7 separate regions of the Mus musculus genome follow, and regions 1, 2, 3, 4, 5 and 7 are each linked to region 6. The links are chromatin contacts, called in public ChIA-PET, Hi-C, HiChIP or PLAC-seq and promoter capture Hi-C maps. All regions are on one chromosome and are shown on one strand. The core of a region is the stretch at or near the end of the contact, and the rest is flanking DNA. Distances in the headings are between cores, read along the strand shown. Region 1 holds the start of Gmppb (GDP-mannose pyrophosphorylase B). Region 2 holds the start of Traip (TRAF-interacting protein). Region 3 holds the start of Mapkapk3 (mitogen-activated protein kinase-activated protein kinase 3). Region 4 holds the start of Ip6k1 (inositol hexaphosphate kinase 1). Region 5 holds the start of Uba7 (ubiquitin-like modifier activating enzyme 7). Region 6 holds the start of Gnai2 (guanine nucleotide binding protein (G protein), alpha inhibiting 2). Region 7 holds the start of Apeh (acylpeptide hydrolase).

Region 1 (3,999 bases), core at 1,055-3,554, 410 kb before region 6:
GAGTCATCCACTCCTCCCTAGACAAATGGCACCAAGTCCAGGGCCTCGTGAAGCATTGAGTCCTACCCTGCTGATGGCAAAGTGGATGCTTGGCCAGCCCTCCATATCCTTCACATGATAATACGAGGTTCTGGTACTGACTCCCCGATAGACTTGTGGGGCAGCACGCTGGCTCCATTGAGGTACAGTTCATCATTAACTATGACATCTTCACCCAGCACTGTTACATTCTCCATGCGCACCTGGAGGTGGGGGATAAGCCTTGTTAATGGGGCACACATATTCCCCTGCTCCTGTGCCTGCCCAGCCCAGCTCATAGACTTACCCATTGGCCCACACGGCAGCGCCAGCCCACGATGCATGACTCAAGCCAGGAATGGGAGCGGATGTGAGCATCACGAAGCACTGTGCATCGCCGGATGCACACACCATCCTCCACCACCACACCAGGACCCAGGCTTACATTGGGGCCAATGCTGCAGTTCTGACCGATACGGGCACTTGGGTCCTGAGAGTGTTGAGGAAAGCAAGAGTGGGTCATTTGTCTCCCAAATCTGAAAAGATTAGCGACAGGCTGGACAAGGGCCTCACCACAAGTACATTCCCCACAATGCCAGGGCCTGAGTACAGTCTCTCTGGATGCTTCTGTCTCAGCGATTGTAGGAAGAGGCACATGCCAGTGAGGAAATCCTTGGGCTGTCCAATGTCCATCCAGAAGCCTGTACAGAGAGATGGGTCAGAGGGCTCTGCCTAGCCACACACTGACTACCCCACACCCTATGGCCTCTACCTCACCCTGCAGCTCCATGGCATATAGCTGCCCCTCCTTGGCCATAACTGGGAAGATCTCCTTCTCAATGGATGTAGGCTTCAGCTGTGGAAGTGGGCAATTTGTGAGCAGGCCACACAGCAGAGGCCTGCTCCACCCCAGCCCGCCCAGCAGTTCTCTCCTACACACCTGGATGCGCTGCAGCACAGCAGGGCTCAGGATGTACATGCCTGCGTTGATCTTATTGGACACAAACACCTGTGGCTTCTCAACAAAACGGTGGATGCGGCCTGTGTCAGCCTCACATACCACCACACCATACTTGGAAGGCTCTTCCACCTTGGTAACCTGAATATAGAGGTGGAGGGTACCTTAGGCCTAGTCCAGTTTTCTTTACTCTTGATAAATATGCCTATCCCACATCTCAAAGGCTCTCCCCCAAAGACATTCTGCATAGCTTTGTAGCAAAACAGAGTTTAAGACCAGGGGTCAGGAAAGACTCCATGTGAGGGTGGGAATGTCAGAGGAAATCTTCTCTTACCAAGATGGAGCCCTCTTGGCCATGGTGCCGATGAAACTGCACCATGGCTTGGAAGGGGAAATCACATATCACATCACTGTTGAGAACGAAGAAAGGGTCGGCAGTCTCAGATAGTAGGTCTCGGGCCAACGCCAGAGGCCCAGCTAGAGAAGGGGACAAGTCATAAGTTACCACCTTGCTAGGGGCCTAGGTCCAGACTCCAGAGGCCCCACCCATCCGCCCAGATTGGATACCTCTTTGCTGGCCCTAAAGTTTGCCCAAGGGCCTTCCTTATACTGACCTGTCCCCAAAGGCTCCTCTTCATGAGACATAGAGATTCGGATTCCAAGCTGGAAAGAAGAAGCCATCTGGTTATGTTCCTCCTCCAATGGTAAGAGCCCCAGGGACCTAAAGAAAGGGCTAAGTCCATGCCTCACCCTTTGCTCTTGTGCCTTCATTTCCTTCTCCAACATCTGTGACATGTAGCTCACTGCCAGGATCACGTGGTCCACACCTGCCTGTCAGACACAATAAGGTGTGCTAGTTGACTGGCTCAGTCACAAGGTATGACCACCCCTGGCCTCCCAGTCACTATCCATCCCTCTTCCCGCCATAACAGACCCACGGCCTTACCGCAGCAAGCGCCTCCACTTGATGCAGCAAGATGGGCTTATTGCAGAAGTCCACCAATGGCTTCGGAGTGCTCAACGTCAGCGGCCGCAACCGTGTCCCATACCCTCCCACCAAGATCAGTGCCTTCATGGCGTCTGCAGATGTTAGAAGTGGATCTATCGGTCCAAAGTACTTACAGGCCGCCTGACCGACCCCTGCCGCGCACTCCCAACGCCGTGCCCTGACCTGCACGTTTCACCAACTAGACTGACCAACTCTGGTGTCACCTCGCCCCCCTGCTCTACCCTGATGTGGGGTCCAGGATCAGCCAGAACAGAAGACGAGGAACTGGTTGGAGACCGGCTGGTCCGGAGTTCCGGCCGGAGGCGGCGCAGCCAGTGACGTAACAGGGAGAGCCAATCTACGTGGCAGGGCCGCCCGCAGCCGAGCGTCAGACTTTACGCTGCGGCGGACGTAGCCAATTAGATTTCCAACGCCCTGGGCTGCCATGGGGACCCGGAGAACTCGCGAGTCAGATGCCCATTGGCGGATCTAAAGGCGGAACCGAAAGAGGAGGCTTAGCTTCCTATCGGAACCCAGTCCGCCACGCGGCAGCTGCCATCTGCCCCGCCCCGCCCCGCCCCGCCCCGCCGACGCCGCCTACCCCCCCAAAGGCCACTCCAGGTTCGCCCTGATGACCCCGCCCCTCAACACTTGCTCTGACCCCTATATCCAACCCCTCCCGTGCTGCCTCCCCCGACCCCCCACCCCCAGTGTCAGCACTGTCCCGCTGCACCTGTCCCGACCCAGCTCAGCCCGATCCCTAGACTAGCCATGTCGGCCCAACCGGAGGCGATGAAGTTTTCACACAGACTTGGACAGAGTTCAGTTTCTAGAGGCTTTATTTTGACGTATACGACCAGACACAAGCGGGCGGATAGCGCTGGGTGTACAGAAAAGGGCCGGCTTGGGCCAAGCACTCCTCTCCACCACACAGAAGACCTGGGGAAAATGCAAGCGCGCCTAAGCGCCAGTGGAGCCACGTATGCATCCAGGCGCAGGTCTTAGGGTGTGTAGCTTCCAGGAAAGAGGAGCAGATAACAATTTCCAGAATTCCAAGTCTTACATTTCCTCCACAGAAGCAAAGGAAATTTCCCCAGGTTCTCCTTTTTCCTCGTTAAAATGTAGTTTTTAAAATGAGCACACACACACAACCAACTTATATAGCTGTAAAGTTCAAAGCAGTTTGCATCTAGGGAACGTGCACGTGGCCAGATGTGAGCGAATGAGCAGCGGATACTGAACGGATACTGTCCGAGCCCAGGTCCCTTGCCCCTAGGAGAGAATGAATCCCCACACCACTGCACGGCCCACAGCTGAGAGGGGTAGAATCCCAGGCAAGGACATTGCTCTACTGGTCCCTTCCTCTTCCAGCAGCACCCATCCCATTTCACTCCCACCCATCTCCCCGGGCTGGTATGGGCTTGGCCCGGGAAATACAATGGAAAGGGGTAATGTGAGCTCCCAACCCATGATCCCTAGTTGCACTTTGGTCCCAAATTGATGATTGGGAAGGCAGGACCTGTCAGGAAAAAGACAGGGCTCTAGCCTGGGACAGGCAGAAGAGCAGTGGTAAAAGTGTTCGCACACACTTGCCACCACCTATCAGATAACAGAGCTGGGCCTCCAGATATCAAAAGTGCTGAAAAGTGAGGCCCTGCCCTTGAGCAGCGGCAAATCCCAGCCTTTCCTCGCTTGCAGTGGCAGGAGCAGTGCCTACCAACTCCCTTGCTACTTGAGAAGCAGCAGAATGGGGGCAGCACCTCCCAAAATCTGGTAAATCGGAAGTACAGCACATTCCTAGGAGGTCTCTGCTGGCCCCAAACTCCTCTCTTGACCTCTATCCTGCCAAAGAAAAGGTGTCCACGCTAATTAACACTTGCTGCCTGCATGGCACAAGCAACACTACTACTGGACAGAAGACAGGTGTTAGTAAGCAGAGATGGGCCAAGCCGTGCCTCCCGGCCCTAAGGAATGGGAACCTGCCCACCAATGGCACCAGGGTCAGAAGACTGACTTGGATCCGTCACAGAACCCT
Region 2 (3,740 bases), core at 457-2,956, 320 kb before region 6:
TTAAAATAAAAATAAGATTAAAAAAATCAGCTAGGTGTGGGTGTGGTGGCGCACACCTTTAATCCCAAAATTTGGGAGACAGTGGTGAGCAGATCTAGCTTGAGTTCGAGGCCAGCCTGGTCTACAGAGTGAGTTCCAGCACAGCCAGGGCTACACAGAGAAACACTTTCTTGAAAACAGCAAACAAAAAGACAAGAAAACCCCCACAAAATCCAACAGGTGGAACAAGATAGAAAATACTGAATATGACAAATTTCATCAGTAAGCTCACACTTAAGGCTTAAAAAGGTTCAGTTTAGTACCAAATTTTTAAAGCCAAATATGATTTCAAGAAACAGACCTAAAACATAATTACACAGGAAAGTCCAAGGTGAAAGCTTAGGGAGAGAGCAGGTGATACAAAGTAGCTTTAGTGGCGGGGTTACTTCTAACCTAACTACACAATGGCTCCTTAGGAATGGAGCTCAGGCCACACAACACTGTATTATGTGGTTTTGTTTGTTTGTCTTTTTGACACAAGGTCTGGGAAAATTCAGGCTGACTTTTGCCTTACTTATGTAGCTGAGACTAACCTTAAAACTCCCAATCATTCAGTCTCCACACTGTCCCTCCTCCCCAGCCTGTACTGGGATATGCAACACAACAGACTCTAAGGTCGGTTTTAAACAAAGCTTTGCAAATGGGAGACACCCAGAAGTGTTCACACCACTTCCTGCTTTGTGGGCCCTATTGCCCCTCAAAAACCTCCCAGTCTCCCAAAGGAGACCTCTCTTCTACCTTATTTTCTCTTTGGTTGGGAGCTTTGGATCAGCCTGCTCAGTTGCAAAGGGACTCTTTCGTCACCCACAAGACAACTGAACATCAGGACCCCTCGACGACAGGAACACACTTCCTTGCCATTCCAAGTTAAGCCAGGTGTACTGGAGTGTCTGATCAACGAGGTGTTTCTGGATAGAAACAATCCAAAGCATTCCAGCAAACGACAGACCCTTAAAGATTGCCAGAAACCTATCAGCATAAATTGGTCTGTTTCTTTTTTTGTTTTGTTTTGCGAGACAGGGTTTCTCTGTATAGCCCTGGCTGTCCTGGAATTCACTCTGTAGACCAGGCTGGCCTCGAACTCAGAAATCCGCCTGCCTCTGCCTCCCAAGTGCTGGGATTAAAGGCTTGCGCCACCACCGCCCGGCTGTTGGTCTGTCTCTTGACTCTCAAATAAAATACAATAGCTCGTTAGTGCAGTAAAAGCTCATCTTCGCTCAAACTAATAGTTTTGAAGTCATTTCTTAGCGCAATAAAGAAGCACTCTTTCACCGTGGGCTACCGGTATCACTTCCACCTGGCCCACTTCGGCCCAGGTTGGAAAGCTTCCGTGAGGCTCCTCTAATGTCGTCGTCACTTGTCTTAGTTCGGAGGAGGGATTGTCTCTAGGCCCGACACCCCCATAGCGTCTAAGTGGTTCTAGGACACGCACGGGGCCCTACACCGCCGTCACTCACCATTGCAGATGAAAAGTGTGGCCACAGTGGATGGCAGCCACGTCACGGGAGTGATCGAAGAAGTCGGAGCAGATAGTGCACAGAGCGCGGATAGGCATGATGGCTCGACTCAAGCAGCCCAGGGAACCAGCTGCCAGCGACAGACACAGTTTGGTGGCCGAACCGGCCACCGCTCCGGTTCCTTCAAATTTCGCTCCACCGCACGACTTCCGGTAGTGAACCGGAAGGAATAACAAACCCACGCCTGAGTGCTTCCCTCTGATTGGACAAACTTCGGGGCGGGGCGCTGGAGGGCTGTGATAAGCAGCCCGCCAGCCGTGCGGAATCCTGGGATTTAGCTCCTTCGGGTCTCCTGGGAGTGGGTCCCTGTTTCTACCGCAAAACCCTGCGATCCCCTGTGGCGTAAAACAGTGAAACTACAGTCTGACCCCTATCCCTGCTAAGCCGGGTATTGTCTCAAGCTAGAGCCGGTGCGAAGTGAACCAGACCCCTTCTTGCTGCACTTCAGGGCAGTCAAATAGACTGGAATGCCAAGAAAAGGGGATGATGGTACCATGGCTATGGAAAGTAATAGGCCATACGCTGGCAGCCCACAGTTCCCAAACAGAAAGAGGGCTCCCCACTTTCTAAACCTTCTACTATGGATCATCTTGGAAAGGTGGACACATTAAGTCCTAGCCCTTCGAACCACTACACTAGTCCTGGCTTTATTCAAATATGACCTAATAACCTTTGAGATTAGGTAGACACTGGAGCTAGTAATTTAGCCCTTTCCTCCCAGAATGCCTCATACCTGAGACTGTAGGATGGTGATTTTGGAGGTACAGATGCTTCAAAGACCAGGAAATAACAAACCCTCTTTATTATTCCCACATCAGATAATTTAAGGTCCTCCCTGAGAAAGGCCATCTTGAGTTGAAGCGAGGCTCCTTAGCGATTTTTACGGTATCGTTAGCAGTATTACTCCCTCAGAAGAAGCATACATAACTTTATAAAGTAGGTCTGCTCCAGCCGGGGAAGACAGAATGAAATCTTTTTGGTCTAAGTGGAAAGCACAGGTATTCACAGGAAGTAGGCATCAAGAAGCACAGAACTGTTGTGCAATCCCACCCTCTCCCCACTGTGCCCACGCGCAAGGTCACTTCCTATAGTGGTTGGCCCTGAGTAGATTCCACCTCTAAGTCCAAGTTAAGACAAAGGCTCTTTGTCAACAAGAATCGGAAAAGCGTCAGCCCTTCGGCGCTCAGCTCGGGATAGTTTTTAGCTGAAACACACCACTCTCGTGGGATTTTTAGCGTCCAGAGGAGTCCCATCAACATCATCCAGGTAGACACTGGAGAAGGTGACCTCCACTCTCACTCCAAGCAACACACTAAGCATCAACCGCTACCCAAAAACTGATCGTCCCACAGCCTCGTCCCTCCCGCACTGCCTTCCATAGGCTCCTCCCCAAGAGGACAGAGGAAGCAAAGGCAAGAGGGTGGCCAGAGGCTTTGCAGGGTGACGTTTATTTGCCAGGTTCAGTAGGCACACAGTTAGCCCACCAACCTTCACATACCAGAGCAGACCCACAGGCATGCAGGGAGAAGGGCAGGACCACCATGGAGTGCCGAGCAAGGGCAAGGACCAGCGTGGCTGCCTGTTCAGGCTGTGGTAGGGTCTGACCAAGGGCACCTGCTGAGAGCATCCCTCAGGGAGCTGGGGAACTGTAGTCTACTTCCTCATCCCAGCCAGAGCTACTTCACATGGCTGAGCAATACCTCAGCCTCTGATGGTAGACAAAGAGGAAAAGCCTCCCCATATCGCTGCACTAAGAGCAGAAAATCTGCTGCTGTGAAAAGCATGCTCCCAACGCAGCCTATGAGGTGCTGCCACGCCTCCCTGGGAGGAATAGGATTTACTGCCTGAGCCTGCATGAGGTGGCTATGGCAAAGGTCTCTTTCTTGGTAATGGCATCTAGGAAGACGATGGGGGGATGGGGGGACACCAGCCCTCCCTATCCAGCTCACAGGAAGGAGCCAGATAGGCTGGGGCACTGTACTCTGTTCTCCTAGGCGTCGCTGCTGTGTCCGACATGTTTCTCTCTTCCTTTAGAGTCTCCTAAGAATCGGGATACAGAGCAACCCGCTACAGGACTCAGGAGGCTATGAAATAACACAAGGATCTTCAAGAGGGAAGATCGCCACCCCCACCCAGGGAAAAAAGATGGAAGCTTCTACCCATTCTCTCTCCCACTTCTGAGGA
Region 3 (3,857 bases), core at 470-2,969, 350 kb after region 6:
GGGCAGTTCTCTTTTATTAGTTGCTGATGTCAAGCAGGTCACATGACTCACCTCTCTGGGCTTGTTTTTCTTCTGTGTTTTCAGTGTGTGTCTAAAGGGATGGTGATATCTTCCTTCCTCTGTCTCAGTGAGGTGTTCAGGTAGAGCATTTCTTGGTCTGCAGGAAGTGCTTCCTAGTGACCATCTGAGGCTCTTATCTAGTGATCTCTGCTTCACTGATTGTTGCTAGCTTGAAGGTTGCCTGGAGAAGACAGTTACCAATTTCTAAGGAGACAAGCTACCCATGAATAATTGCAGTGCTCTTCCCGAGTGGTTATCAGGAACCTGGATGCAGTTGTACAAATAGAAGGGCACCAATTTTCTGTTGGCCACTGACAGTTGCAGAGTGCAGCCCAGGCATCTTTGTGTGTGTTGTGGTGGAAGGCCGGACACAGCCTCCTTTGGGTGGGACAGAGGTCCGGGTGGCTGCAGTTCTGAATATAGTCTGTAGATGGCAGCAGAGACCTGCTCAGAGGGCTTGCCTGTGGCGCCGCCTGCTCTGTAGACTTGTGGGAAAGTTGGCTCAAAATATCTATGATAGGCTAAAAGGTGAAGGTCTAAGTGCAGAAGGGAAAAATTTAAAGCGAATAGAGGAATTGGATGGAAGAAATGGATTTTAATGTTAAGGCTGATTGATTGAGCCGGGCGTGGTGGCGCACGCCTTTAATCCCAGCACTTGGGAGGCAGAGGCAGGCGGATTTCTAAATTCAAGGCCAGCCTGGCCTACAGAGTGAGTTCCAGGACAGCCAGGGCTACACAGAGAAACCCTGTCTCAAAAAACCAAAAAACAACAAAAACAAAACAAAAGATTGATTGGTTTTTCGAGACAGAGTTTCTCTGGCTGTCCTGGAACTCTCTTTGCAGACCAGGCTGGTTCGAACTCACTGAGGTCCGTCTTTTTCTGCTTTCAGAGCGCTGGGATTAAAGGCATAGGCCACTATGCCCAGCTAATTTTATTTTTTAAAAACATAGCCTCACGATGTAACCTAGGTTAGCCTCACAATCCTCCCGCCTAAGCCTTCCTCGCGCTGCAATTACAGGTGTTCATCACCATGGCCAGAACTTGAACTTTTATTAGTTGAGATTCTTAGAACCTAAAGCTCAAATCACGAGGTGAAAAGTTGATGCAGCTGACCAAATGGGAAATCGAGATTTCTGATTCAAGAGCGTCCCAAGTGTGTTCAACTTACGGCTACGGGCTGTAAGTGGTCCAGGGAAGTATGAATGTGGCCCAATACATTTATTTGGAATGACAAGTGAATTGCAAAGTCAAAAGGTTAGTCAGGAAGTGCATAGAAAGGAAAGCTAGCCAGTTGTTAGACAGATGCCCTAAACCAGGAAATGAGTGGCGGGTTAGACAACAACATGCCAATTCCCAGGGCACGCTGACTAAACATTCAAAAAGTTGAATTCTGAAACACTTAGCTACCTGGAAATTTTGGGAGTCTAAAACGCCCCCTGGCAGCTAGCAAAAAGAACACTTCACTCAAGAGCCCGCAAGAGAAACAAAATGTCTTGCGCTGTAACTTTTCTAGATCACAGATAAAATCCGAGGAGGCTGGTACAACAGTTGAAGGAGCTCCTAGCGGTGTCCCAGGGCGCTGCGAAAGTTACAGTGAACTTGACGAGGCCACGCCCCATTTTGTCTCGACTCAGAGGCGGAGTCTGCCAGGGGCTCTGCCCTGGCCTGCCCAACCCGGACTAGCCTGGCCCTTTAAGGTTGACCTAGCGGGGCCCCAAGTCTGAATGACGCGACGAGAAGCGGGGGTGGGGGGTCACGTGGGACGCGGGCGGCGAGACTCTGGGTCCAGGGCTCCGGTCCTCAGCGGACTCCAGGGATCACTATCTCTTGCCCACTCTCGCCTGCACCATGATTTTCGTGTAGTGCTTTGCCACCAAGTGCGCCTTCGCCTGGTCCGCCTTTCTTGGGTCTCTGTATGGCTGGTTCTCAAGACCTTGTTGCTATACAGCGCCGGACTCCTTCCTAATTTGACACGTGCCTGGGCTGAGGGATCACCTCCCCCTGCTGTACGTAAGTACTCTCAGGCAGTTTCCAGCTTGTCTTGGGCCAGGAGCCCAGTCAATCTAGTTCTGGAGAAACCAAAGCTGGGGTGTGTCCAAAAAGTCCCGGTGGGGAGTGACTCTTTCCCTTTCCTTCAGGTGCCTCTGGACGCGCCAGGCTGGGGCTACCTCCGAGCGCCCCGTGGGGGCCATGGATGGCGAGACAGCAGGGGAGAAGGGGAGTCTTGTGCCCCCGCCAGGTGCGCTCGGCGGGTCCGCCTTGGGTGGTGCTCCGGCCCCAGGTGTGCGACGGGAACCCAAGAAGTACGCGGTGACTGATGACTACCAGTTGTCCAAGCAAGTGCTGGGTCTGGGTGTGAACGGCAAGGTACTGGAGTGCTACCATCGGCGCTCTGGCCAGAAGTGTGCCCTGAAGGTTAGTGACCCATCTCTCTGAGGGCTAGGGTGACATGGAGGGTCCAACAGCAGAAACCTGTGGATGTATCTGTGTCCGGGGTCTCTATTAAACATCTACACATGGCATCTTGTTTTATTTTCAAACTCTTCCTCTAGCGTCAGACTCGTGGTCCTCTTAGCCTCACATACACGGAAACAGGCTGACCTACCTAAACTGAGGGTGTGTCCCAAAGAGCGAGGGGAGGAGTCAATGTGAGTAGAGCTGTTGTACCCGGAAGGCAGGAGGGTGTGGCTGTGCGCTCTGGTTCTGGCTTGGGCTTTGTGTTTAGGCCCAAAGGATGCTCTTAAATTCTTAGTTATCCCCTGCAGGTAGCTCCTTCTATGGGGATGCGGCTAAGTTTTCCTTAGGCTCAGTGCAGGGTTGTCCTCCTCATGGCCCCTGCCCGCTGAGGTGGGACCATGAGCCTCTTAGGGTGTTTTTTGACTACTGGGCCCCTTGAGTTGAGTTGGTGGCCTCTTGTGGAAAGGGGCAAGCTTTGCTCATAAGCTGACCCACCCTGGACAGACGATGGAGAACCACTTATCACATCATATTCAAGGTTCCCTAGAGGTATGGCACAGTGATGTGGGTGGGGTGGGGGAGTGGCTTGGAGTAGTTGATCTCACTACTAGAATCTGGTTCGGGCACGTGGCGCCAGCCCAAGAACCCCTACTCCTACCTGTGTCCTCACCCCACCCCCATCGCAGAACTCCAGAATTCCTTGCATTTTTGTCACTGGAACCAGACTCTTTGGAGGTAGTGCCACTGGCGCCTGCGTGGTGGAGAATTGAGTGACTCCTGGAAGTTAGTGAAGTCCTTTTTTACAGGAGCCAGGCTACAGAGTCCTATAGCTGTGGCCGTAATCTCTACCTTGTGGGCGGGCCAGCCTTGTGATCTTGGGCGATCCCCAATTTTGTTCAGGGAGAGAACGGGAGTTGATGTGAACTCAAAGTGAGATAATGCGTGCCGAGTACTTGATACGGACCTGGAATAGGCCTAGAGTGGCCTCAGCACTTGCTTCAGGCATGGGACTCACAGGAATTTGACTGAGGACCTGGGCCCTGTGCTTTGTCTTTCCCTGGTGTGTCAGGCTGAAACAGGGGAGGTGGCCTCCTGAACAGGACCCTATAGGGGATCATGAAGGTGAGTCAAGGGCAGGGTAAGGACTGACCTGAGGGCCAGGCCTAGGTTCTGTATTCATTAACCCAGCAGTAGAATAGAGCTTTGGGGGCCCAGGCAGGGTTTTTTTCTGAGTCCTTCAGTGAGAAGGTGGCTTTTCTAATGGCAGATAGGTATGAGCAGATGAAAAATGAGCCTTTATCGTCTCCCTGATCTCCAGTCATCCTTCTGCTTGAACTAA
Region 4 (3,944 bases), core at 373-2,872, 370 kb before region 6:
GTTTGCTATTTTAGCAGAAAAGAGCAAAAATGTAAGTAACCCTGTGGATCATTTAATCCCCCCAGCCCCCCCAAAGAAGCATTAGGAGCTGGTCGTGGGGCAATTCAGACTTTAGCATCTCTCTCCCTTAATAACTATCCAAGAAACTTATTTCACCAAGGCTAAAATTTTATTAGTCATTCAAAAGATGAAAGGGCAATGAAATGCATAAATACTACTCAAGTCCCCTCTCCTCACAACTTGCTGCCTCGGCCGGCTGCATTCAGCCCAGTCTCCCAAAGGTATCATCTCCAGCCCAGGGTGCTGGTTTCTCCCAAAATTAAACGTTCAGAGGAGGCATGATCCTAACAGACATTACGAGCACACCTCCTGCTTGGCCTCCTTAATCGTCTTTTGTGGGTTTCATATGACGACAACATACAAGACACCTGTGTGGCGAACCTAAGGGACCCTGGGTAAAAATGTGATTTACAGCAGCCAGGACCCTTTCTAGAGCTGCATACTCTTTTGGGGATTGCCAGCCCCGCCTCCATCTTGACTCTAAGCTTGACTCGCTGTTTTCATCAAGCATCAACAGCTTTCAGCTCTGCTTTTGTCTGCAGACAGGGTCTTGCTAGGTAGCTCTGCCTGGCCCGCCCGCAACCCATGGCAATCCTCCTCCTTCAGCCTAGTGCATGAGCTCCCATACCCTAGTTCAGTTTTTGTTTTTAATAGTCCCAACACTCCTACGTCTCCTAACGGACTGTCTCTTTAAGAGACAAAATTAATCAAATCATCATCATCCTTATCCTCCTAAACCACATACTCCAAGTCGAGCACCAAACAACTTATACCCCAAATAAAACTCTGCCACTGTGGACATTTAGCTAGGTTCTTCAAGAAGCAGTAAACAGTGAGCCCTGAAGAGCACGGAAGACGCCGAGGGATCTCGGTGATGCCAGGCAGAGGATCATAGCCCTACCAAAAGCACAGGGCCCCGATACCACCCTCCTTGGCTCAGAAGGCATTTTAGGCCTGTTTCGTCTCATCTTAGTCTCAAGCGGCCTGAAAATTTACTCGCAGGAGTATGAAATCTTAAGAGCGACGTAACGTTTATCGCTGATTTGGAGGAACGTTACGGCCGGGAGAACGAGCTGGCAGCAACCACGTCTCAGCACGCCGGCTCTCAGGCACCCAGGGATTCGGTCTGAAAGGCAGGTTTCCCGGTACCCCGCCGGCCGGTCCCAGGGCTCAGGGCTCTCCGACCTCCACCCGGGCTGCCCACCCAGCCTCCGTGTCAACATCTGGGAGGCTCGGCGGAAGGCCAACCAGGATGCTGGAATGATGTTCCAGTGATGCTCGCCCCAAGTCCCGACCCTACCTACGCGCGCCAGCAACAACCCCGCGCCCGCCGCCACCCTCGCCGTGGGTGTCGGGCGGGTCTTTTGGCCCGACTCCTGTCACTCACCGGCCCGACTCGGGCAGCGGGCGCCCAAGGCTCCCCACGGGAGCTGGGCCCCCCGGGCCTCCAGGTCTCGGCCCGCCCCCCTGGCAGGCGGCGCTGGTGGCTGAGCCCCGCAGCAGCGGCCCCTCACCGGCCGCTCGGTCCAGCTCCTGGCGCTGCCCACTGGGTACGGATCAACAACAAGATGGCGGCCAGCCGAGGGGGCGGGGGCCGGGCGTCATAGTAACCAAGGACAGCAAAGAACCCGCCCCTAACTGAGGTTATCTCCAATCAATAGCCTCTTCTTGGGACGCCTGAAGGAGTTCTTCGCGTTGATTCGTCAACTGTTCCGTCAGTCAGGGCGTGCCTCTCGTGCAGAATGCCTGGGGCACGTGACTGTGACGGCAGGAATTGACGCATGCGCGCCATTCTCAGGTTTGCTAGCAGTGGAGCTTTTAGCAGCGATGGGGGTGATGCTGGAGAGCCCTTCGTTTTCTCACCTGCGCAATCGTTTCGGTTTTGAGCTGGCAGCGTTTATCATCCTCTCGCACACACTTAGGGAATGTCATAGGTACGGTATTTGCTTTGTCCCCTGCCTCTGTGCTTGGGATCGTCCCTAGTTAACTGGTGAGGAAACTGAGGCGCAGAAAAGAGCCTGAGCCAAGGTCACACAGTCTTAGGAAGTGGTGGCGATGGGTCCTTCTACTCTTCTAGCTCCGGAGTTAGTGTTTTCTAAGCGTCTCCCAGCGTTGTCTCTCACCAGTCCCGAGGCACAGCCGTCTGTGCTACCTCTTCGATTTCGGCTTCCCCTTTCCCCGGCTTATTTTGCATAAGAATTCAATCTGCAACCAGCTCAAGTCTCAGCACATAGTGATCGCTCTTATTTGCCTCAGAGCACCGTTAAGTTCCTGTGACACAGTGTCTTTTTGCCCTTGGCTATCATGATCTATCTCCAAGGCAAACTATGAGTCCGAAAATGACCATCCCTTGTTCTCCATAAGTAGACACCTAACCCGGGGCTTTTGGCTTCAAGGTTAGGATACATCACAGCACCTGGTCCCACACCAAAACGCCCTAACTCTGAGAACTTTGAGCTTTAGCTTCTCTTTAGTTGCTCTGTCTATAAAATGAAGATGAACAAGAAACAGACTTAATAAGCTCTTAGAGTAAGCCAAGTACTCAGGAAAAAACACTTATAGCCGCTCAGGCTGCTGAAACTGAAGTCTCTAACACTCTTCTTTTGATAGACACCCCATTAAGAGAGATGGTTCAGTGGTTAAGAGTACTTGCTGTTCTCACAGAGAACCTGGGTTCTGTTCCTAGCACCCACATCACCCAGCTCAAAGCTTTATGGGGGGTCTAACACCCTCTTCATGGGCACCAGCACACATGTGGCATATATTCATACAGACACACATACATATAAAACTAATTTTTAGAGTTTTTCTTAGGCAGAGCATGGCAGTATACACCTTCAATCTCTTGAGGGGCAGAAGCAAGCCAATCTCTTGACTTTGAGGATAGCCTGGTCTACATAGTGTGTTCTAGGCCAGCCAGGGCTACATCATGAGACCCTGACTCTAAAATAATAAAGCCCAGGTCATTTTTCCCCTCACAGAGGGCATTCATATTCTTCCTGGACTTAGGGTGCCATAACTGCTCCAAAATGGAGATTATCCAATTTTCTGATAGGGTTTAGGCCCACAGAGCTGACAGGAGAGGAACGACTGAGATAACTTGAAAATAGCTGGGCCATGGTGGCTCACGCCTTTAGGCACAGCACTTGGGAGGCAGAGGCAGGTAGATCTCTGAGTTTGAGGCCAGCCTGGTCTACAGAGCAGGTTCTAGGACAGTCAGGGCTACACAGAGAAATCCTGCCTTGCAAAACGAGAGAGAGAGAGAGAGAGAGAGAGAGAGAGAGAGAGAGAGAACTTGAAGCTAATACGGTTAAGCATACCCTCTATTCAGACAATAGGATCTCTTGGAGATAAACATGACGCCAGGTTGAGCATGGTGTCAGCACTGCACACAGTAAAATCTGTTCTCCAGGCTGTCACAAAACCCCTGGCTATGTGCAACAACTTAGATTCACACAGGAAGAGCTAAGCAATAGAGACTCAGAGGAAACAGATACAAAGCCAGGGGCTCAGCATCAGAAAGAGGCTTTCAGTAATCCAGGAACCAGGAACAGCTAAGCACAGATTCTCTGCTCCTTCCCAACAAAACCTCTCCACACAGTTGGCAGGCTGTCAATGAGGGCTGCTGGGACCCTCAAAACCCAGCAATGTTGAGCGGCCGAGAGAGCCCCAAAATCTGCAGTATATTTTAAGAAAAGTAAAAGCTAGGCAAGATGACCCTCACCTGTCATCCCAGTGCTGGAGAGGGGAGGACAGGCAGATCCTGGGCTTCACCATCATCCAGCCTAGGCCACTCTGTGTAGCCTACACTATCTCAACGTAGGGAGGGGACATGATATCTGAGTTTGTACTCTGTGTGTACACAAATGTACCAGTGTCAAACC
Region 5 (3,529 bases), core at 693-3,192, 340 kb before region 6:
AGACTGTGTATTGCGCGATGTGGGGCCACTCACAGGATCCCATGGCTTGGGTAGCCGGCCATGAAGTTGCTGGAACTTGTGCAGTACATGGAAGGCCTGATGTAGGCAGTGAGCACGCTGTACTTCCTGAGTATTCTGAGCCACCACATGGGGCTGAAGCAGAGCTATGTCCAGGGGCTTCTGTAGGGGGTCGGGGTTGCTTGGCTCAGGGTCAGGTCTATAACACTCCGCACCCCTTCACGTAGCCAGGTGCTCCCACCCCAGGTGTTCTTGTACGCACATGCCTCACGGTCTTGGGTCTCTTGACTTCGGTGACAACCCCACCTCTCAAGTAACGGGAGAAAGTTGTCGTATCTCCAATCTCCAAGGACCCGTCTTCTGTGAGAGAGCCATCCTAATAAGTTATGACCCCCTAAATATAACTTGTTTCCACACAGCTGAGGCAATGGTTGGAGCGGTATTGGCTTACTCTGCACACGGACAGACTGTGGAGAACAACTGTTGAGTTCAACCATGCCTTCAATGTCTGAGAAAATCACCAAGTCCCCATCGTGGAAGGAATGTCTTTTGGTGTCTCCTCTCAGGGTGACAATGCCGGGGAAACCCTGAGTGAGAGATGGCTTGTCTTCAGAGTGCCTGTACCTACCTTCCACGGGCCCTGGCACCTTTCTCTGGACATCAGGGAAACCTCTACATCTGAGCACCCACCTGAGAGATGTCCTGGATGGCAGCTGTCATGGGTTCTACCTCAGTAGGGTCCAAAACTGTGAAGTCCTCACCAAAGTCACAGAATAACCGCCTAGTGTGGGTGGCGGAAGTTACTGAGGAAGCTCATTAGTTGTGAGTAGGGGGCACTAGGACAGGCCCAAAGGGGAAGGAATTATAGGAAAGCTGTGGAGACTTTGGTTTGGGCATGCAGGGTGCACTAAAGCAGGTCTGCATGCTGAGGTGGAGAAACAAGGGCAAGACTGTAGTCCAGAGCATCCTTGTAAGCTCTAGGCTGAGTCGGGGAGGATGGGGCAAGCTAAGGGCTGGGCAAGGCATTAGGACCAATTGCTGGCAGTGATGTGGTGGGGTACACAGGTAGTCTCCTCACCCCACAAGGCCCCGGGTTTCAGCCATCAGGAAGCGGACTCCATGCTTGTGACACAAAGGTCCCACCTTCAGCTGGTCTTCCAGCTTGGAGTCAGTCAGCACCACTACCTAGATGGACACCGTGATTGATCAGCAGGCCCGGAATCACTCGCCACCTTCTCTCTGCCGTTAAGGGCAGGAGGGAGGTACTAGGCTAGCATGCAAAGTGGCTCTGGGGAAAGCACCTGAAAACCCTGCAGTAGGTCCTCAGTGATGTCGCCACTGTGGACGGAGATCTGGACAGCTTCATTGAGCTGAGCCAATTGCGCCTGAGAGGCCTCAGCCCTGTTCCTTCCCAAGCTCTCTTCTGAAAGGAAACACTAAGGACAGCTCAGTGCAGCTTGATCAAGGAGACTCCCCTTTGGCCTCTGCTCTGGGAGGCAGCATAGAGACCCCCAAGAACTCTTACCTGAGCAGCCAAGTCAGCCCAGCAGGTGGGATGGGGATCATGCAGGGTGAGGCTGCCCACACCTGTAAGGACTAGGTTCTTGGCCACCTCAGCTCCCAGACCCTGCAGGCCACATAGCAAGACTTTGGCTTCCTGGATCCTCTGCATAGCAGGCAGGCCCAGTACATACCTGTGGTTAAGAAGAAGGAGGTGGCAGCTGGGGACCAAAGGTCTGGAAGCCACCCGACTTGGTTATCCCACCTTGAGACTTACAGCTGCCTGGAGTATAACTCTTCATCCATCCTCAGTCGTGGGGCTGGAGAGGAGGCTGTAGGGCTCACAGGAGGGGGCAAGGAAAACAAGGCAAACAGGCCCCAAAGCGCTGGTTGCTGCTGGTTACAGCTCTCTTTCTGCTTCCTCTATGATTTCAGGAAACCAAAAGTGAAACTAGACTGAGTTGGTTCCTGGTCCTCCCAGTGAATGAGGACAGATATCAGTGCTCTGCAGGCCAACTGGGGTTTATCGCTTGGATAAGTCCCAGTGTTACAAGAGGCCAGTGACTCTCTGAGTCAGACCTGAGAAATGAGAAGCTCAGGCAGCCACAAAATGAAGACATGTGTCACATATATATTTTAAACTTTTGTTTTGAAATAACTGTAGACTCACAATAAGTTGTGAAAATAACACAGGGTGTTGCTGTGTTCATGCGTATTTGTGGGTGTGTTTTCCATCACCATATATTAATTACACATAATAATGTGCTTCGTTATGGCACTTTTATACGTGTACATTTTGATCATATTCATCTGTTAGCTTCTCTATCCTCCTCCCACTCTTGCTGTTCCTCTTGGTGACTTGGTGAGTTTTGCAGACGTTTCATACAAGAGGATGGGCGAGAGGTTATTTATGGAAGCCAGGGGCACCTTATCAGTGGTTACAGAACTAAAGAAAATGTCTCACCCTCCTGGAGGGGCGAGGCCTCATGAGTCCCTGTTCCTCCCATGATAGGATGCTTCACAAGCCCAAATTTTGTACAGATCTTGTGCAGGTCACAACTACTGTGAGTTCAAGAGCACAACAGCCATTTGTGGCCAGAAGATCATGTTCTGCAAAGACTCCATCCTCCACTTCTAAAGCTATCGCGTCCTGTTTTTCATGGCGTTCCCTGAGCCTTGGCTAGAGCAGATCGAGATGTTCCTTTAGGGCTGAACATTCAGGTCACTTCTCTACACACTGACCGGTTATGAGTCCCTGCAGGCACCACTGCCCTCCACAAAAGGAAGCCTCTCTGATAAAAGCCCACAGTGGCCCCGCGCTAAGGTCACTAACATGACTGTCATTCTACCATGAGGGCCTATGACCTACCCAATCACTGTTTTTTTTTTTTTTTTTTTTTTTTTTTTTTGGATCAGGTTTATAATACCAGACATGAATTCTCTCCCTCCTGTGGAGTGGGCTCAGTTCCAATAAGAAAGTAGTTGCTGTCACCACAGCAGGCTCGAAGGCACTAGATCCATCTTGCTACTGTTTGTTTGTTTTTGTTGTTTTTGTTTTTTTAAAGACAAGGTTTCTCTGTGTAAACCAAGCTGTCCTCGAACTCAGACATTCCCCTGCCTTTGCCTCTGAGTGCTGGCATTAAAGACACGCACCATCACCAGCCAGTTGAGTTGTTTGTTTGCTTGCTTTGTCTTTATAAAAGTCTCATCATGTAGCTCTGGCTCTGGTCTGGAACTTGCTATGCAGACCAGGTTGAAATCATAAACAGGGCTTGTCTGTGTTTGAGTGCCAGAGTTAAAGGTGCGAGCCGCTACTCCCAGCCTTGATGCTTTTATTTTATTTTTTATGATTACAGCAAGCATGGGAACTACCTTGTGATGGTACTTGGGACTGAACACAGGCCACCAGACTTGGCAATGAGTAACTGCTGCACTGTCTCACTGGCCCCATAGTTGTTTTGATCTTTTTTTTGTTTTTGTTTTTTTTTTTTTTTGTTTTTTGTTTTTTTTG
Region 6 (3,455 bases), core at 578-3,077:
GAGGGATCTGTCTGTCTTCAGCGTGTAGTAGACTGTGCTCGGCTGTGTGTGCTCATGTCCATGGTGTGTTCTGTGAATCTGTCACGTTGGAGGTAAGTCCTACAAGTGGATAGATAGATAGATAGATAGATAGATAGATAGATAGATAGATAGATAGATAGATAGATAGAGAACAGCACTGTCCACAGGTAGCAGTATGTGTTCTTATCCTATTTCTTGCATGCCTAGGGCAGGGCCCGCTTAGGCTTCAGGTAGGTTCCCCGAGGGAACCACTGGATGATTACAGGCTAATGACACCTCCACAGGGAAGACATTCTGATGATTGAGACACACGGACACTCCAGAGCAAGCCAGCAAGTTGGAGGGTAGAAGCTGGAACACGCGCTTTGTCCAGGTAGTGCTGTTCTCACAGGAGGCTGTGTCCAACTCTTTTTTTTTTAAACATTTATTTATTATTATATGTAAGTACACTGTAGCTGTCTTCAGACACCCCAGAAGAGGGTCTCAGATCTCATTATAGATGGTTGTGAGCCACCATGTGGTTGCTGGGATTTGAACTCGGGACCTGCGGAAGAGCAGTCAATGCTCTTAACCGCTGAGCCATCCCTCCCGCCCCCCATTTATTTATTATTACATGTAAGTACACTGTAGCTGTCTTCAGACACACCAGAAGAAGGTGTCAGATCTCATTAAGGATGGTTGTGAGCCACCATGTGGGTACTGGGATTTGAACTCAGGATCTCCAGAAGAGCAGTCGGCACTCTTAACCGCTGAGTCATCTCTCCAGCCCTGTGACCAACTCTTAATGGCAGTGTCCTTCTCTGGCTTTAGTCTGGGGCCACTCAGAACACCTTGCACACTTCAATCGTCCAATCAAAGTTGGTGGGTCATAGGCCCCTCTTAAAAAGCAGATCACAAAGATTGGAAATAGCTCCACTTCCACCTTTGCACAGCCACAGGATCACAGCCACTACCCAGAAGAGACATGGAACTGAAGAAGCCTCTAGAAGCTGACAGAGGATGGAAGGAACAGATTATAGGATCATGGCAACGTTTGTTTCCTTAAGTCCAATGACAACTCTCTCTTGTCTATCTCTCCTAGAGTCCAGTCTCATTGGTCTCTGGTTGAAGCCCCGGATTGCTGCCTGCAGGAGAAAGGTTCCCAACCTATCAGGCAAAAGGACGACGTTTAGATGACAGAAGATAGTCCACTCAAAGGTGTAAAGGCGGCAGTGAACTCTTTTTGTTTTTAATGTGGTGCAACCTACACAGAAGAGGAGGGGGCGCTGCTTTAAAGAAAATCGAGGTCCAGAAAGAGATCATGTGACCCTCCGCAGAGTTTAGTAGATCTCCAAATAAGTTTATAGGCTCAGTTTTAGCAAGTGAAGAAGACACACCTCCTCCATCTTACTCTCATAATTCACAAATGCTCAGAGTCCTGGTTTCTATTTGGCCTGTGGCGAGGGCAGGTAGTCCTGACCCTTGGGCTACTAGATCAACTAGTCCTACAGTCCAGAAACAGAGCCTCAGGCTCTCAGCATCCAATCGGAGACTAGCTCCTCCTGCAGCCCGCCCAGAGGCCTAAGCCTGTGTTAGCTCTACCCTTGGTGTCTTCCCTCGTTGCGGCCCCGCTCTCAGCTTGCGCCTAAGGCTGGACTGAGCCTAACTTCTCCCTTGGCTCCGCCCTCCAACCAATCACCATCCCTAAATTTCCTTCGGCCCCTCCTCCAGACCCGCCCCGGCCCAGTCGCGGGCTTGGTTCGCCCGGGCCCCACCCCTGGCCCGCCCCGCCGTCGGTGCGCGGCGGCCGGGAAGGCGCCTCCCGCAGTCGCTCGGAACTGCGGACCTGAGAGCTTCCCGCAGAGGGCCGGCGGTGGGAGCGGAGTGGGTCGGGCGGGGCCGAGCCGGGCCGTGGGCCGTGTGGGGGCCAGGCCGGGCCGGCGGACGGCAGGATGGGCTGCACCGTGAGCGCCGAGGACAAGGCGGCAGCCGAGCGCTCTAAAATGATCGACAAGAACCTGCGGGAGGACGGCGAGAAGGCGGCGCGGGAGGTGAAGTTGCTTCTGTTAGGTGAGGCAGCGCCCCGTTCTGGGACCCTTGACTCTCTACGCTAATCCCCAGACAAGGACCTGAAACTGCTCAGCCTGGCCTTGCACCCTACACCTGCGCTTGAAACCAGTAGGAGCCACCCTTTTAAGATCCGAAACTCTGGATTGGTCTAGATTTATAATCCTAGTCCAGACTTCATTCAGACCCTCAACTCATCCCAGATCCCACACACCAAACCTTGTATGACTATCTCCCCCCCCCCTTGTTATCCAGTCTCAAGAGAACTCAGACCCTGCCGTGTATTTCCGCACTTTCTCAGGCTTTTCTTAAACCCTCAGCACCCTGCCGGCTCCCACCTTCAAGCCCCACCTGTTCTATTTCTCTTGGCACGAGCATTCCTTGGGACCCTGGTCAAGCCTCGACCCACTCCCTCTTTTCCTTACTCTGGGATCTGTATTCTCCCTCTTTGCACTCTGACCCTTCAAGAACCTCTTTAAGAGGGAAACTGACTACTCTCAAGTTCTCTGTAGCAGGATTCCCCGCAGGGCCTCTGTTCCAGGTCACCAGATCTCTCTTTCTCTCTGTGTGTGTGTGTCTCTCTCTCTCTCTCTGTCTCTCTCCCTCCCTCTCTCTGCAGGTATCAACCCCCAAATCATCTGCCCCTCTTTTAAGGCTTTTCTCACACTCTGCCGTTCCCTTGCTTCTGCGCCCTCCTGCCCCAGGTGGGCCTTGTTGATAGGAGGAGGGGCACCAGGGGCTGGGGTGGGCCTAGGCTGAGCTGGGCAGACCCTTTGCAAGAGGTTGGTCTGACTCTGAGAGTCACACTGGGAAACAGGGGCCAGGCCTCTAGCATTTGCGGGAAGTTCCATTCCCTGGGATCCAAGGCTTGTCTGGGCCAGGGCCAGGGGAGTCTGGGCAATAGGAGGGAACATGGAGGAGTTAGGGTTGTTGTCACTTCCAAGGCCAAGGAAGATGGTGGCTGCTGGGATGGGGGGGAAGTGGAAGTAGTGAACCAACCGACATATTGCTGCCCCTGTGTGCCGGCCTGGAGAGATCTGCTGACGGCTGCTGGGCTTCTCACACTCGGGGCTGGAACGCCAGGGATATGGCCTAGGATACTGAGTAGACCTGTTGGTTCCCCAGAGGAATACTGTGATGTGGGGGTGGTGGGCAAGCTGAATGAGGGGCTGGTAAGGAGTCTGCTGCCTGTAGCCCCGTGTGCGCTCAAGCATCCCAGCTAGGCTTTGGCAGAGGCAGTGGGCCTGATGCTTGTGTCCAGACCCACACCGGTCGTCAGAGTGGCTCCCTGTGGAAGCCTGACTTGAGAAGACCAGTTCCTCTGGATTGTGGGGAGCAAGGCCCTAGCAGCAGCAGAAGCCGCGCAGCAGCGTAATCGGCTGGATAGT
Region 7 (3,891 bases), core at 558-3,057, 460 kb before region 6:
CTTCTATGTCTTGTTTTTGCTTTCCCTCCCCTCCTCCTCCCCTCTCTCTCCTTCTCTCTGTGAGGGGGGAGAGTGCTGTACAAAGTCAAACAAACAAGTTTACATTGTAAGTGCAATGACCCGAGTCCTCCACATGACCTTGTGAATTGTGTGCCGTCCTCCTGTGCTCTGTGAGAACTCGTGGTACTTCAGTGTCCCTCCCCTGTACTGTGACAAGGTATTTCTGTGGTATCAGAATAAAAGGACTTGATATAAACAACCTTCAGACAGTCTCGGGGTGATTTCTGAAGTGGGAACACTTAGCCAAACAGGTAGATGCCAACGTTTGTGACAGTATTCTCCACGATTAAAGAAAAAAATGAGAAAGAGCAAAATTTCAGAAATGTTGGCACAATTGAGGCGGAGTCAACACCAAGCCATTCAAACATGACCCTCCAGGAAGGTGCAAAGGCTTGTCCTAAGCCACCAGACAGTTTTCAGGATCCTGGTTCCCAGGAGCTAGATGGGCAAGTGCTGCCCCCTGGTGCTATCAAACAAGCTTTACATCTGCCTACCTTGTTCGAAACTCCCCCCCCCCCCCCAGTCCCCCATGGCTGAGACTTTAATCCTTAGTATAGTCAAGAATAGTTCAAGCTGGATATCATAGCCCACACATTTAATCCCAGCTCTTGGGAGACAGAGATAGGTGGGTCTCTGTGAGTTTGAGGCCAGAACTACGTAGAGAAACTAAACAAATATAAGTTAAGCAGCACTAGAAAATAAGAAACAGAGATTAAAGAGTATCAATTTTGCCTCAAGTAAGAAAGAAAGCACTCATTCAAGGGGGCCCATAGCTGGTCTAAAAGACCAGCCACTCTCAAGCTATATGGAGGAGGGGGAGATACCTACTGTTGCCCAACCACTCTTGCTCTCTGCTGTCACCTAAGTCAACCTAGTCCTGTGTCGTGTGCAGGAGACTGTCTGCCTAGGCTCTTCTTTCCACAGCACGCTCGCTGCTCTTAGGTGAAGTCTGACCCTCCACATCGGCCCTTGGAGTAGGTTGAGACCCAGTCGGCTCACGATCCGCAGCAAGGAGCTTCTGAGAAGGGCGGGTTAAGGCTGTGGCAACAGATAGCTTTAGGGGCAAGTCTGGTGATTGATAAGCCAGGGTAGCACCCAGAGAGTTCAGCACCGCCCTTTGCCCGGCGCCCCAGGGCTCCACCCGGGAACCTAAGTTTCCCACTCCTAATCGCCTGGCTTGCAGTAGATGGGGAGAGCGCTGAAAGAGATCCCTGCGACTGAGGCGCCCCGCAACATTCCGCTTTCACAGACCCGCTAGTCTCTGTATTCGGTTCCCACCCGTCCCCGCCCCCGCCCCCGCCCCCTCATCCTTAAGGATCATTAGTGTTCCTCCGAAGCCCCACCCTTCGAACGCTCAGGGCTTTCTCTCTGATCCCGCAGCTTTCAGCTCACAGTCGGCTGGAGTCCAATCCTACTTCCTTCACTCCTCCCAGACCTGCCCTGTCTCTGAACACCGGCTCTGTATTCTGCTGCTATACGTCCGCCCTCACTCCTCGGAGCCTCCCCTCTCTAAAAATCCCAGGACTCGACTCCCTGATTCTGCCTCCCACTTGCCTAGTCTTCGACTGAATTTTTGTTTCCCGCTCCTCCCCTCCGGGCGGCTCCTTCGTAGGCCCCGCCTTCTTACTATCCAGGCCCCGCCCCCTGCCGACTGGCCGGAGCTTATACAGGGCCCTGCGGGTCCCAGGTCGCCACTGAGTGTAGCGGAAACTGGGGACCGCCTTAGGCCCCGCCCCCGGAGCTTCACTTCCGGGACTTAGCTGCTACCGAAAGACCGACTATGGAGCGTCAGGTGAGGGCTCGGCCCGTGGCCCCCGTGGCCTCCGTAGCCCGGGCTGAGCCTGACCCTGGTGTGTCCCCTGCGCAGGTGCTGCTGAGTGAGCCCCAGGAGGCGGCAGCGCTGTACCGGGGCCTTAGCCGCCAGCCTTCGCTGAGCGCCGCCTGCCTGGGCCCGGAGGTCACCACGCAGTATGGGGGCCTCTATCGGACTGTGCACACTGGTGTGTAGACCGAGGGAACTGGGTGGCGACGGGCCGTGCATCCAGGTGGAGAGATGGGGACTGTGGAGGGCACGCTGCTTGACACGGGTTTGGGGAGGAAACCCAACTGTAGTTCCTGCGCACAGGTGTTTTGGGGGCTGCACTAGCCTTACTGATAAATAATTCCGTAAATGAGTTGAAGGTGTGGGAGTAAAATTCAGACCTGAGTGCAAGGTGTGGGCCTCGCAGGACTCTCCGGCCCTTACATTCTACAACCCAACAACAGCTATGTTGCCCTTAAAATTCTGTGGTTGGTAGTGGGTTCTCTCTGACCGTCAGCTCAGGCTCTGGGAGCCTAGGCTTAGGTTATATTAAGTGAAGTGTTGTCCAGGCTATACTCAGGCTGTCCGGAGACAGACTGGGAAAGATAGGCCTTGATTGGTGGGCAGTGGTCCAAACTGGCCCAGACAAGTTGAGCAGCCCCCTGCCTCCCTTGCAGAGTGGACTCAGAGGGACTTGGATCGAATGGAGAACATCCGATTCTGCCGCCAGTACCTAGTGTTCCATGATGGAGACTCGGTGGTGTTTGCCGGGCCTGCGGGCAACAGTGTGGAAACCCGGGGGGAGTAAGTGTGACAGGAGCAGTCTGTAGACAAGACCGCAGCCACCTGCCTTGCTAGCCTTTCATAAATGTCGCCATGTGTCCTTAGGGTGTTGTGCTCTGTGCCTATCCCCTTCAGGGACAACTTTGGGTGGCTTCAGGGGAGCAAAGAGCAAGGTGCCTGACCCCTGAGAGCTTGTCTGGTCTCTGGAGACATGGCCTGATAAATACTAGGAGCTTCTTCTAAACTAGGGCCTAGGTCCCTAGGACTCTGGAGACAGTCGAGTCAGTAACCTAAGGAAGAGAAAAAAGGCCAGCCAGCTTGAGGCTGGGAGTGCTTCATGGGCTGGTATGATTTCAGAGTCCCAGTTAGCTGGGAGATAGCCTCCTGTGCGGCCAATTCTGATTTTATAACGCCAGACCTAAAAGGGCTTATAAAGAAAGGAGAGAGAGACAGACAGACAGACAGAGACAGAGACTCAGCTAAGAGGTTGTGACCAGTAAGGGGGCCAGCACAAGGCTGTTGGGGGGGACGACTTGGCACCTTCCTGACCTGCAACCCCTGTTCTCAGGCTGCTGAGCAGAGAGTCTCCTTCAGGCACCATGAAAGCAGTGCTGCGCAAGGCTGGAGGTGCAGTCTCGGGAGAGGAAAAACAGTTCTTGGAGGTGAGTTTGCAAGGATGAGGTGGCAGCCAGCCGGTCACTTAGTGCCACAAGTGAAGCCCTGTGGAGGGGCAAGCAGCCTGATGCCCAGGTATCTTCAGGTCTGGGAGAAGAACCGCAAGCTCAAGAGTTTCAACCTGTCTGCACTGGAGAAGCATGGGCCTGTGTATGAAGATGGTGAGGCGCCTGGCTGGTAAGCAGGAGGGGTGGGCAGAAGGGGCAGCTATAGCATTGGGCTCCCCCTAACCGTCCCTCCCTGCATGCAGACTGCTTTGGCTGCCTCTCCTGGTCACACTCAGAGACGCACTTGTTGTATGTGGCGGAGAAGAAGCGTCCCAAAGCTGAGTCCTTCTTTCAAACCAAAGCCTTGGACGTCAGTGCCAGTGATGAGGAGATGGCCAGGCCGAAGAAGCCAGACCAGGCCATCAAGGTGCTTGTGGTGTGGCCGGGCCACACAGGCCCTGCCGGGCAGCCCTGCCCTACATCCGGTGGACCTGGGAGGCCCTAGTGTCTAGGAGGCAGGTCAGGGTTCTGTAGGCACCCTGGGCATTGAGTGTCCTCTGTTCTCAGGGGGACCAGTTTGTATTT

Evidence for each region. Promoter capture Hi-C pulls out the DNA fragments that hold promoters and counts their contacts. Hi-C and Micro-C count contacts between places; a contact is called where the count stands out from the background. ChIA-PET counts read pairs in DNA pulled down with a chosen protein or histone mark. HiChIP or PLAC-seq counts read pairs in DNA pulled down with a chosen protein or histone mark.
Region 1: an H3K27ac HiChIP or PLAC-seq map of microglia shows a contact between it and region 6, with 8 times the contacts expected there. The contact joins the promoter of Gmppb here to the promoter of Gnai2 in region 6. A contact is called at or near these places in 3 of 484 Hi-C or Micro-C datasets (embryonic stem cells, myocytes and pro-B cells), 5 of 115 datasets of contacts at active chromatin or transcription factors (bone marrow-derived dendritic cells, embryonic stem cells, memory CD8 T cells and 2 more) and 2 of 9 other capture datasets (adipose tissue and pancreatic islet).
Region 2: a promoter capture Hi-C map of pre-B cells shows a contact between it and region 6, with 2.6 times the contacts expected there. The contact joins the promoter of Traip here to the promoter of Gnai2 in region 6. A contact is called at or near these places in 3 of 39 promoter capture datasets (the 3T3-L1 cell line, liver and pre-B cells) and 1 of 115 datasets of contacts at active chromatin or transcription factors (bone marrow-derived macrophages).
Region 3: a contact with region 6 is called in a Hi-C map of pro-B cells, with 2.6 times the contacts expected there. The contact joins the promoter of Mapkapk3 here to the promoter of Gnai2 in region 6. A contact is called at or near these places in 3 of 39 promoter capture datasets (erythroid cells, pre-B cells and stem cell-derived epiblast-like cells), 4 of 484 Hi-C or Micro-C datasets (the G1E-ER4 cell line, embryonic stem cells, neutrophils and 1 more) and 3 of 115 datasets of contacts at active chromatin or transcription factors (bone marrow-derived dendritic cells, effector CD8 T cells and memory CD8 T cells).
Region 4: a promoter capture Hi-C map of erythroid cells shows a contact between it and region 6, with 7 times the contacts expected there. The contact joins the promoter of Ip6k1 here to the promoter of Gnai2 in region 6. A contact is called at or near these places in 3 of 39 promoter capture datasets (erythroid cells, liver and neural stem cells), 1 of 484 Hi-C or Micro-C datasets (embryonic stem cells), 3 of 115 datasets of contacts at active chromatin or transcription factors (the 230-238 cell line, memory CD8 T cells and pancreatic cancer cells) and 1 of 9 other capture datasets (liver).
Region 5: a contact with region 6 is called in an RNA polymerase II ChIA-PET map of memory CD8 T cells, with 53 read pairs. The contact joins the promoter of Uba7 here to the promoter of Gnai2 in region 6. A contact is called at or near these places in 1 of 39 promoter capture datasets (liver), 3 of 484 Hi-C or Micro-C datasets (the G1E-ER4 cell line, LSK cells and hematopoietic stem and progenitor cells), 3 of 115 datasets of contacts at active chromatin or transcription factors (bone marrow-derived macrophages, memory CD8 T cells and pancreatic cancer cells) and 1 of 9 other capture datasets (liver).
Region 7: a contact with region 6 is called in a promoter capture Hi-C map of liver, with 5 times the contacts expected there. The contact joins the promoter of Apeh here to the promoter of Gnai2 in region 6. A contact is called at or near these places in 5 of 39 promoter capture datasets (erythroid cells, fetal liver, hematopoietic stem and progenitor cells and 1 more), 1 of 484 Hi-C or Micro-C datasets (embryonic stem cells), 1 of 115 datasets of contacts at active chromatin or transcription factors (large pre-B cells) and 2 of 9 other capture datasets (liver and pancreatic islet).

The regions. Positions count from the first base shown.
Region 1 is chr9:108,047,569-108,051,567 of GRCm38.p6, reverse strand. It overlaps Gmppb (GDP-mannose pyrophosphorylase B), which reads right to left and starts at 2,304. Exons shown (of 9, transcript NM_177910.4): 1 at 1,923-2,304; 2 at 1,727-1,807; 3 at 1,591-1,639; 4 at 1,311-1,453; 5 at 959-1,117; 6 at 796-874; 7 at 592-719; 8 at 326-508; 9 at 1-242. The coding sequence starts at 2,051. The coding sequence ends at 111. It overlaps Ip6k1 (inositol hexaphosphate kinase 1), which reads right to left. Exons shown (of 6, transcript NM_013785.2): 6 at 2,786-3,999.
Region 2 is chr9:107,948,929-107,952,668 of GRCm38.p6, reverse strand. Traip (TRAF-interacting protein) reads right to left here and starts at 1,706. Exons shown (of 15, transcript NM_011634.3): 1 at 1,497-1,706. The coding sequence starts at 1,594. It overlaps Camkv (CaM kinase-like vesicle-associated), which reads right to left. Exons shown (of 11, transcript NM_145621.2): 11 at 2,978-3,740.
Region 3 is chr9:107,287,739-107,291,595 of GRCm38.p6, reverse strand. Mapkapk3 (mitogen-activated protein kinase-activated protein kinase 3) reads left to right here and starts at 1,719. Exons shown (of 11, transcript NM_178907.3): 1 at 1,719-2,071; 2 at 2,200-2,476. The coding sequence starts at 2,252.
Region 4 is chr9:108,000,326-108,004,269 of GRCm38.p6, reverse strand. Ip6k1 (inositol hexaphosphate kinase 1) reads right to left here and starts at 1,622. Exons shown (of 6, transcript NM_013785.2): 1 at 1,448-1,622. It overlaps 4930535L15Rik (RIKEN cDNA 4930535L15 gene), which reads left to right and starts at 1,851. Exons shown (of 4, transcript NR_166685.1): 1 at 1,851-1,994.
Region 5 is chr9:107,973,980-107,977,508 of GRCm38.p6, reverse strand. Uba7 (ubiquitin-like modifier activating enzyme 7) reads right to left here and starts at 1,942. Exons shown (of 24, transcript NM_023738.4): 1 at 1,796-1,942; 2 at 1,544-1,712; 3 at 1,320-1,454; 4 at 1,097-1,203; 5 at 709-799; 6 at 470-605; 7 at 281-378; 8 at 34-180. The coding sequence starts at 1,824.
Region 6 is chr9:107,633,715-107,637,169 of GRCm38.p6, reverse strand. It overlaps Gnai2 (guanine nucleotide binding protein (G protein), alpha inhibiting 2), which reads left to right and starts at 1,827. Exons shown (of 9, transcript NM_008138.5): 1 at 1,827-2,070. The coding sequence starts at 1,953.
Region 7 is chr9:108,092,396-108,096,286 of GRCm38.p6, reverse strand. It overlaps Apeh (acylpeptide hydrolase), which reads left to right and starts at 1,807. Exons shown (of 22, transcript NM_146226.2): 1 at 1,807-1,852; 2 at 1,928-2,060; 3 at 2,539-2,665; 4 at 3,213-3,306; 5 at 3,405-3,480; 6 at 3,570-3,733; 7 at 3,874-3,891. The coding sequence starts at 1,841. Bsn (bassoon) reads left to right here. Exons shown (of 12, transcript NM_007567.2): 12 at 1-265.